Linked DNA regions of Mus musculus: regions 2 and 3 are each linked to region 1. Evidence: chromatin contacts called from public promoter capture Hi-C data. All regions are on one chromosome and are shown on one strand. Each heading gives the region's core, a stretch centred on a gene start, on an enhancer-like site or on the middle of the called end of the contact. The rest is flanking DNA. Distances are from core to core; before and after follow the strand shown.

Region 1 (2,990 bases), core at 267-2,766:
TTTCCAGTGTCTTAAATAGTATGTATAATCCTTATGAATATTTGGTTGGACATTTCAGTACATTACCCTTAGAAGAAGGAAATATAAAAATAGGGGGGGAAATGTTATTCACAGAACATTGGTGATATTCTGATTTTATAAATACAGTAATTTCAACCTGAAGGGCCATATTTGATAGGCAAGGCATAGATATCCATATATTTTACATTTCTTTCTCATGTCTCACCATATGGAGATGATTTTGATTTTCCTCAGTCTCAGGGTGCCTTCTATAAGACATAAGCATAGCCCAGCCTTGCACAGAGGTGAAATTAAGGGCAGCAAAACCACCCAGCAAAGTTGTTTTGCTCCTACAGCCCCATGACAAGGACTAAAGCCAACGTCAAACGGGACTGGTGAGTCCTAATAACTAGTTCCTATTTCACCAAGGAGCAATTACTCAGCAGACGACTGAAGTACCAAATTCTACCATCCTGAAATTGTAGGTCCTCAGGCACAAACCTCATCAATTGGATGGATTATGGTCATTGATATCTGGGTTTGAAATAACAGCAGTTTGAGAAGTTTGATTTATGCATTTCAACCCAATTCAATGTTACCTGCCAGCACGGATGCCTGAAGACTTCTTGTGACTCTCCCTCCCCCACATAATAAAGAGCTTCCCATTCCAGCTTATGCATTCATTTCTTGGGTAATTTTTCTATTGGTGAAAACAATGGACTCTTTCAATATTCTCTTATCAACAAAGGGCTCTAAGATGAAGTCCTTCTGGCCATATCCCTTCTGACTTCTTTACAGTGATGACTGGCACTGAGAAATGCCAAACCTGGAGAGGGAAATAGGAGACGGGTTGCTCACCTCTCTGAGCTGCTCCAGCTCTTGTTTGAGGCCGTCATACTCGGCCTCCAGCTCGTCATACTGTTGCTTGAGAGTCAGTTTCTCCTCCAGCACCACCAGCCCATACTCTGCAGCCTGGATCTTCTCATGGGTCGTTTCTGTGAGCTCCTTGGTCAGTCTCTCTATTTCAGTCTTATATTGGTCTACCGTCTTCAGCGCCTCCTCTGCGGCCATAGCGGGGTGGCGGAGATAGACGCAAAGCAGAAGGGAAAAGGAGAAGCAAATAGGAATGAAAATAAAAATGGAAAAGAAAAGTGCCTGATGAATAATAGGTAGAGCGCCCTGAGGCCCGGCCGGCAGCTGCGGCTACACGGCCGGAAGCACTGAGGAGGAATACATGGAATATGGGAGGAATATACCCTGCAGCATGGAGACTGCAAGGTGATGACCGCAGCCGGGATCCTCCGGGCCACGCGCCGGGGCAGTCAGCAGCCAAGCTGCATGGCCAAGGGGCAACTCGCGCAGCAAGAGACTCCGGTTCTGCGGCCTCAGAGGCGCGTGGCCGCCATGTCTCAGGCCGCGTCACTGCGGTCCACCGCCCAATGCTCCGTGGGAGGCTGAGCTCCACCTGCTTGCTGGGCCCTGCGGCAGCCAGTGCACACAGATGCGGACTCCAACTGGTCCTCTTCCTCTCAGCCACTCAGAATGCAGGGAGGTAGGGAAGGGGAGGAGCAAATCCAAAACCCCACCGAGCCTCGCAGCGCAGCACAGCCGACTGCTGAAGAGGGATGAGGGCAGAGGGACCCAGAACTAGCTGAGGAATGATGGGAGACTACGGAGGGCTGAGGAGGGGGAACCGCGCTGAGGCGGAATGAAGGCTGAGGAAAATGGGTGTCTTAAAGAGAAGTGGAGGCTAAGGAGGCTGGGGGATGGAAGAGGACTGCATCTGAGAAGAGATGCTAGACTGAGGAAGCCAGGGCAGCTGAAGAAAGGGCAAGGGTGTTGGAAAGGGTGATTGGTGTCTGAAAGATCAGAACACTAAGAAGGCCTCCAACGGGCTAAGTTTTCTGAGGTGGGAATTCGAAGCCTACTGGAGTGCAGTGAGCCCACAGAAAACAAACAGAGCTAGTGCTTTCAAGAATGCTGCTTTTCCAAAGCTTGATAGATGTACCTTGGGAGTCCTTCCTCCTTTCTCAGACTCTGTCTAATTTGGTCTAGTCCACCTAACACTCTACCAGAGAACTTTGCTGTCCCCCAACCTAAGCCTCTGTGCACTTAGTTCATCATACTACCTTACTGCATAACGTAATTACTGGAGAGATGTGAACAAATATCTATTCACCCCAGTAAGGCTACCACCACAGTCCAACTTGATGAACCAACGGGTTTTATTGAAATAATATTTAAAGGAATATAAGTGAGGGGTTATTTACAGAAACAGAAATGACTCAAAAATATCTACATCACCAAAAGCCCACCCCAGGGGTGACAGATCATAGACACTGGAAAACCTGAACCATACTACACAACTTGAAAGCAGCTCAGTAGGTTGGAGACTGTCTGTTTCACATAGCTCTGGTGATTTGTGTCTCTCCTAGGTAGCTAAGCATGTCTGTCCCAACTCTCGGCCTGCTTTCCTGATTATATATCCTTGGGGAAGGAGTGAATCTCATTAGTTTCATGAATTTACGGAAGCCTTTGAGTTGTTTACTTCCTGGGTTTAAGAGCTTCCTAGAAGGATGGAATGTTTTACTTCTCTTTAGAACATCCTGTATATTGAAATTCTGTTAAGATGAACTGTTCTATCTGGGAGGAAATTGTTGTATAACATCTGCAGGTGCTCAGTAAGTCTCTAGGCCAGTGGTTCTCAACCTGTGGGTAGAAACCCCTTCAGGGCTTGAACAATCCTTTCACAAAGGTCTCATATCAGACATTTACATTACAAGTCATAACAGTAGAAAAAATGCAGTTATCAAGTAGCAACAAAAATAATTTAATGGTTGGGGGTCACCACAATGTGAGGTACTGAATTAAAGGGTCACAGCATTAGGAAGGTTGAAATATCGGGCACTGTATTTCTTCCAGATAGTTCTATATAGGCCTTACTACATGGATTCTTCAGTAAAGGAAATGAGTCTGCAATTTCTCTTAGA
Region 2 (2,990 bases), core at 288-2,787, 390 kb after region 1:
CTGCTCTATCTCAATAACCTTTCTTTTTTTATTTTGTCAGGATCAATTATGCTATTGTGTTGTTAAATTAAATTCCAGGAAAAAAATGTGTGTTTATCTCCAAGACTCTTTAAGAGTCATATTCTTTCACATAGCTTGTTTCCAACTGTGGCCACAGCTAGTTTACTGTGTTAATAAAGTATCAATACTAAATGGTCAGCCCTGAAAACATACACAAACAAGTAACATCATACAGACTGAGTAGGTTGTATTTATGTATTTAGAAATACATATACGGACTGAAGAGATGGTTCAGCAGTTAAAAGCAATGACTGCTCTTCCGAAGGTCATGAGTTCAAATCCCAGCAACCACATAGTGGCTCACAACCATCCTTAATGAGATCCAATGCCCTCTTCTGGTGTGTCTGAAGATAGCTACAGTGTACTTAGATATAATAATAAATAAAATCTTAAAATACACACACATCTAATGAAAAAAAAGAGTCCATGATTCTGAAAGAGCAAAATTGTGGGGAGTGGAAGGCACATGGGAGGGTTTAGAGTGAGGAAAGGGAAGGCTGACATGATGTATTTATATTATAATCTCATGGTGCTATACCCCATCAGAACCAGCACTTGGGAGGCAGAAGCATGTGGATCTATGTGAGTTCAAGGCCAGCCAGAGTTACACAAAAGGATTCTGTCTTGAAAAAAAAAAACAACTAAAGTATAAATTCTTACTGTTATTGTCCTAATACTTTGCTAATATTTTTCTACATAGTTGCCCTTGGACCAGAAAGAAGAAAATCTGACTCAGGAGTTATGTTACCAACACTCAGAGTCTCTCTTATTCAAGACATGAGGTATTTGTTACACATGGTAATAAATGTAGCTTTCACCTATATTGCTCAAGTAATAACTATACCTTTTGATTATATATTCTGAAGAAAGTATCATCATAATATAATATTTTTATTTATTTATTTTATATTTATCTTATGAGTATTAGTGTTGACCTGTGGAAGGACACATACATAAACCATGTTGCGGGAAATATTAAAAATGAACCCGCCAACTCTCCTGCTCCTGCTTCTCTCAACCCGCCAACTCTCCGGGAGCAGCTCTCTCCAGCCAGCCCCCATAGCGTCTCTCCAGCCAGCCCCCATAGCGTCTCTCCAGCCAGCCCCCATAGCGTCTGGCTCGCTTGTCCCTGGAGCTACTAGTTCTCTCTACTTTTGGTGGTACCACATTCCAGTAACCAAGTAAAGCAAAATTCTTGAGCCTTATAATTAACCAATCAGATTTATGTATCAATAAATTCTCAGTTTACAAGATGCCAATACAATAATTTCAGAACCAATTGATAACGATAAAAGCTTTATCCCAAATATTCTAATATTCATAACTACCTATGGCTGGTTAAAGGCACGCTGGTTCACATCTGCCTCCATTTTTCCTTCCTTCTCTCTCTTTCTCTCACCCCCACCCCATGCTCTCTTTCCCTGCAACTCTTAGCTCCGCCTCCCTTTTCCCTGTCCAATCACAGGCCTCCTGCTGCCCTAATGTAATTGGACAAGGAAAATCCTGCAACAAAACCATATGCACGCCTGGTGACCCCTAGAGTTCAGACGACGCAGAAGCTGGATCTCCTAGAACCAGAACTAGAGATGGTTGTTAGCTGACTTAGTAGTTAGCTCTTGTTAGTAGGCACTGAGAACCAACTGAGTCTTCTGCAAAAGCAGCAAACACCCTTAGCCAGGGAGCCACCTCTCCAGCCCCAGTCTCTCCAGCCCCAGTCTTACTGTTTTACTGTTGTGCTGTTTTGTTTTGTTCTTTCTGACATTAAATAAAAAGGGAAGGTGGAGCAGAAGAGTTTTCTAAACTACAATGTCTCCTGTTTGGATTTTTGAAAAGTCTCTAAAATGCCTGTTATCTATACATATATAGACCAAAAAACCCTGTAAATAGCAACAGATACTTAGCAGAAAATTGGTCTCAGAAAGATACAGATTTTTGTATGTATGTATGATTGTTTGTTTGTTTGTTTGTTTTTCAAGAAAGGGCTTCTCTGTGTAGCCCTGTCTGTCCTGGAACTCACTCTGTAAACCAAGTTAGCCTCAGAGCTCAAAAGATTGTCCTGTTTCTGCCTCAAGCCACCACTGCCTGGCAAATTGTAGCTTAAAAAAATACAAGTATTAAAATTTAGCATTTTCTACCAGCAGTGGAGGGCCATGCCTTTAGTTCCAGCACTTAGAAGGCAGGGGCAGGTAGATCTCTCAAGTTTAAGGCCAGCCTAGTCTACAGAGCAAATTCCAGAACACAGAGAAGCCCTGCCTTGAAAAATATGTGATTTAGAAAATAATTGTAACACTTCTGACTTTTTGTACCTTTTATGGTGACACATGTCTTTAATCCCAACTCTTGGAGGCAGAAGCAAGCAGATCTCTGAGTTTATTATGACCAGCCTAGTCTACATAATGATGTTCAAAAGAGCCAGAGCTAAACATGTCTCAAAACAAACAAAAAGTCACTGAGTTCTCTTAAAGTTATACTTTGTTGGTATAATTTGTATGTGTGCACGTGTGTGTGCATGTGTGTTCATGTGTATACTCATGTTCGTGTATGCATGTTTGTGTATGTCCATGTGTATTCTTGTTTCTGGGTCATGTGGGACTATGGAGCAAGTTAAGCAAATCCTTGCTAATTTCAGTAATTAACAGATTTTTTTTTTTTTTTTTTGTAAAACATGAGTCTATCTCAGATGGCATGATTGCTCTCCTAGACTACTGTAAAGATAGTGTAGTTCTCTACATATGACTTTCTTTAAGGACAGTTTAAAAATGGGAAAATGTTAAAATTGTATAATTATTTTGGGTCTTTCACCCATCAATGTAACTGGATGCTGCTTGTCATCCATGCAACAGAAAGACATAAGACACATGGGACTCGTGTCATCTTGAGTTTTTATTTTAACTATGATTTATTTGAAGTGGATGCATTGTTTTAAGAAA
Region 3 (2,990 bases), core at 234-2,733, 370 kb after region 1:
AAGTTTGAAAAGTAATGACCTTAACAACAAACTTGTTTCATCTTTATAATATTAAGATAAAGGTAATAATTTGCTAATTATCTCATTACAGGCTTCTTTTCTCTCTGACCAGCCTGAGCCTTACCTGCCATTTCTTTCACGCTTCATTGAAACACAGATGTTTGCCACCTTTATTGATAATAAGATCATGTCTCAATGGGAAGAGAAAGACCCTCTGCTTCGGGTCTTTGATTCTCGGATTGAGAAGATCAGATTGTATAATGTAAGGGCACCCACCCTGCGGACATCTATATATCAGAAATGCAGCAGTTTAAAAGAAGCAGGTATATTTACCGTACATGTTTTAAGTGCACAATCATTTCTTTTTATAAACTGTTGACTTTTTCTTTTAAGATAAGTCAGTTTTACTTAAATTAGGACTGTCCAACAAAAACATTGTTAGCCATTCATGATCTGAATTTGGTGTATGAATTAAATTATGGTGTACATTAAAATCCATGAGATGTTTGTTTTGTAATAAATAAGGCAGAGGAATTATCATTAGTAGCCTTTTAAAGATAAGCTATTAGGTTTGCCCTTTCTCCCTTCGTCTTAATTTCAGCGAAGATCATTTTTGTTCCAGGGATATTCTTTTTGGGATTCTCCAAGTACTCCATCAGGAAGGGTGTCCTCTCCCCAGGTGATGCCTTTGTTCTTGTTGGCATCTGTATAAGAGAATCCAGCAGCCTGACTTGCCTTCCACTCAGACAGACCATGGGGATTTGGTCCAGTCTTATGCTTGCCTTTCTTATCCACAGTGTGGCACTGGGCACACTTCTGAACAAATAAATATCTTCTTGCCTATTTTAGCATCACCCATTTTTAATTCACTCTGGGCTGGTCAACACCACAAACATTCAAAGACAGACGTCCTGCTCTCTCTGACTTTTTCAACACAAAGTTAATTTTCTTTTTTTGGGGGATGAAGGGAGACTTAAGACAGAGTTTCTTTGTGTAGCTCTGGCCATCCTGGAACTTGCTCTGTAAATCAGGCTGGCCTCTAACTCAGATTTGCCTGTCTCTGTTCCTTGAATGCTGGATTTTAAAGGCATGGGCCACCACCGCTAAGATACAAAGTTAACTTTCATTTTGGGACATCATGAATAATCCCCGTGTTAGCAAGAAGTTTTTGTACTTTTCTTTAGATTCCTGTGAATTCCTGTTCCTATGGACATTCCTTTTCCTTTACCCCAAACAGGAAAAATAATAATAATAAATTGAATTGACAAGAAGATGTAGATTTTTGTTACTTTCTTGTGTTGGGGAAAAAAATGTTAACTTCTCTCTTGCTACTGATGTTGCCTTTTTTACCCATCACCTCTTGTCTCTAGCTATTAACTTAAAATGGTAAACCTGAAATTGGGCATAGTAGTACATGCCTAAATCCTAGCACTTGGGAGGCCAAGCACGAAGGATCAGGAGTTTAAGGCCAGCTTCGGCAATGTAGCAAGGAGTCTGTCTAAAGTAAAACCAAAACAAAGACGGAAGTCTGAGGCTCTGTCTAGTTTACATAACTAAAACAGCTCTTACGAGCTTTGTGGTAGTTAATTACATAGTTTCATTTCTTGAAATTAAACCTCTGGATGTTTGCATTCAAATGAAAGAGTCTCTCAACCCTAACATGGGTTTCCCTCAAAGAATGAGGAATTTTCTTGCTCTTGTCTGATAGTGCAGTACAATAATCATACTAAAAGCCAGCATTCAAATTCTTCCTGTGTGTCAGTCATTATGCTAGTGTTTGATTTGACGTGCCTTTTTACATGTAGTCTTAATGGCAGGATATATGCATTGATATCTTCTCATTCTACGGGTTAGGAAACTGAAAGATTAAAGAACTTGGTTGTGGTTTTATAGCTAGTTTTTGGTAGCTGACTGATTTCTAATAGCTAAGCCTTAATCTTTTTAGTGGTTTTATTCACTAACAAATATGTAAAAATGTACCAATTTGTGTAGTTTTATACATCTATGCCTAGTTCCCAAGTGGCACTTTTAATTTTAGACCAAATTTTGTACTAGATTAAAGGGCACAACAGCTAAGAAGCTCTTCTTGCTCTGCTTCTATGGCTTGCTCACCTTTCCATCTACATCTAAATAGTTCAGTTATGGAAATAATACAGCTGTTTTGGTATTATCAAGGAAAGAAATATTAAATGATAACTTTTATGCAGTGCTTATAGTCTTCAAACATCACTCTGTATTTCCATGTATGAGGGCAACTCCCTGGAGTCTCTTCAGGAAGTGGCACGTGCCTCTGTATTTCTAGAACCTGAGGTGATAGAGTAAGTGAAGCTTTTAATAGTTATATGAGTACCTCACTGGGAATTTTTCATTCCTCTCTTCCCAACAGAATTTTTAAAATGGAATTAAGTACCAATTCCTTAGCTTAATGTGCCTCTGGAAAATCTTACCAATTAAAATTGATTTTCTTTTTGCCTCTTGGAGCTTGATAATCCCATTCTCATCACAGAAATTGTGTAAACTTCGTGAAAATATCACTAAGAGACTTAGCATGTCTGAAAACAAGATTAGGTTAAGACTATAGTTCCCTAGAAATGTAAAGACTTTTGAAAAAGTAAGAGGAGACTATATCTCCTTCACTCTCTCTCTCTGTGTGTGTGTGTGTGTGTGTGTGTGTGTGTGTGTGTGTGTGTGTGTGTATGTGTTTTCAGTGCTTGCTTTGGGCATGAGAGAGAAGCATGCTACCACTGTTTATACTTATAAATTTTGAGATGGTCTCAATAAATTGCACAGTAAAGCCTTGGCCCCACGACTGTCCTTCCTTGACTTCCTGACTAACTGGAGTTACAGGCCTGTATCACCAGGCTCGGCTCAGTTATCTCTTTCATCCCTTAGCCCCCCCCCCAAGAAACAAACATAGAGATGGGTGTTGTTTTGGATTCTTGCTGGCTTTGTGCTTATGTGTCTGTGTGCTTCTGCTGCTGTTGTACCTC

Evidence for each region. Promoter capture Hi-C pulls out the DNA fragments that hold promoters and counts their contacts.
Region 2: a promoter capture Hi-C map of embryonic stem cells shows a contact between it and region 1, with 3 times the contacts expected there. The contact joins the enhancer-like site here to the promoter of Bicd1 in region 1. A contact is called at or near these places in 15 of 39 promoter capture datasets (the 3T3-L1 cell line, 3T3-L1-derived adipocytes, the C10 cell line and 9 more), 4 of 484 Hi-C or Micro-C datasets (the P5424 cell line, bone marrow-derived macrophages and embryonic stem cells), 11 of 115 datasets of contacts at active chromatin or transcription factors (acute myeloid leukemia, astrocytes, bone marrow-derived macrophages and 4 more) and 4 of 9 other capture datasets (adipose tissue, liver, macrophages and 1 more).
Region 3: a promoter capture Hi-C map of pre-B cells shows a contact between it and region 1, with 2.8 times the contacts expected there. The contact joins the enhancer-like site here to the promoter of Bicd1 in region 1. A contact is called at or near these places in 10 of 39 promoter capture datasets (the 3T3-L1 cell line, the C10 cell line, the HPC-7 cell line and 6 more), 1 of 15 datasets of contacts at CTCF or cohesin (large pre-B cells), 2 of 484 Hi-C or Micro-C datasets (bone marrow-derived macrophages and liver), 5 of 115 datasets of contacts at active chromatin or transcription factors (bone marrow-derived macrophages, embryonic stem cells and large pre-B cells) and 4 of 9 other capture datasets (adipose tissue, liver, macrophages and 1 more).

Annotation. Positions count from the first base shown.
Region 1 is chr6:149,407,510-149,410,499 of GRCm38.p6, reverse strand. It overlaps Bicd1 (BICD cargo adaptor 1), which reads right to left and starts at 1,516. Exons shown (of 9, transcript NM_009753.4): 1 at 859-1,516. The coding sequence starts at 1,071.
Region 2 is chr6:149,017,193-149,020,182 of GRCm38.p6, reverse strand. It overlaps Dennd5b (DENN/MADD domain containing 5B), which reads left to right. Exons shown (of 21, transcript NM_177192.3): 12 at 761-842. Among named protein-coding and RNA genes, the nearest start is that of Gm25539, 51 kb to the right of the region's middle. Within about 2 kb of position 1,537, at least 7 of the 459 cell types and tissues checked have an H3K27ac peak or open chromatin away from gene starts, as enhancers often do. A contact at or near this core is called in embryonic stem cells and stem cell-derived epiblast-like cells, where this site is marked.
Region 3 is chr6:149,038,849-149,041,838 of GRCm38.p6, reverse strand. It overlaps Dennd5b (DENN/MADD domain containing 5B), which reads left to right. Exons shown (of 21, transcript NM_177192.3): 6 at 92-323. It also overlaps the pseudogene Gm15781. Among named protein-coding and RNA genes, the nearest start is that of Gm23462, 34 kb to the left of the region's middle. Within about 2 kb of position 1,483, at least 23 of the 459 cell types and tissues checked have an H3K27ac peak or open chromatin away from gene starts, as enhancers often do. A contact at or near this core is called in bone marrow-derived macrophages and pre-B cells, where this site is marked.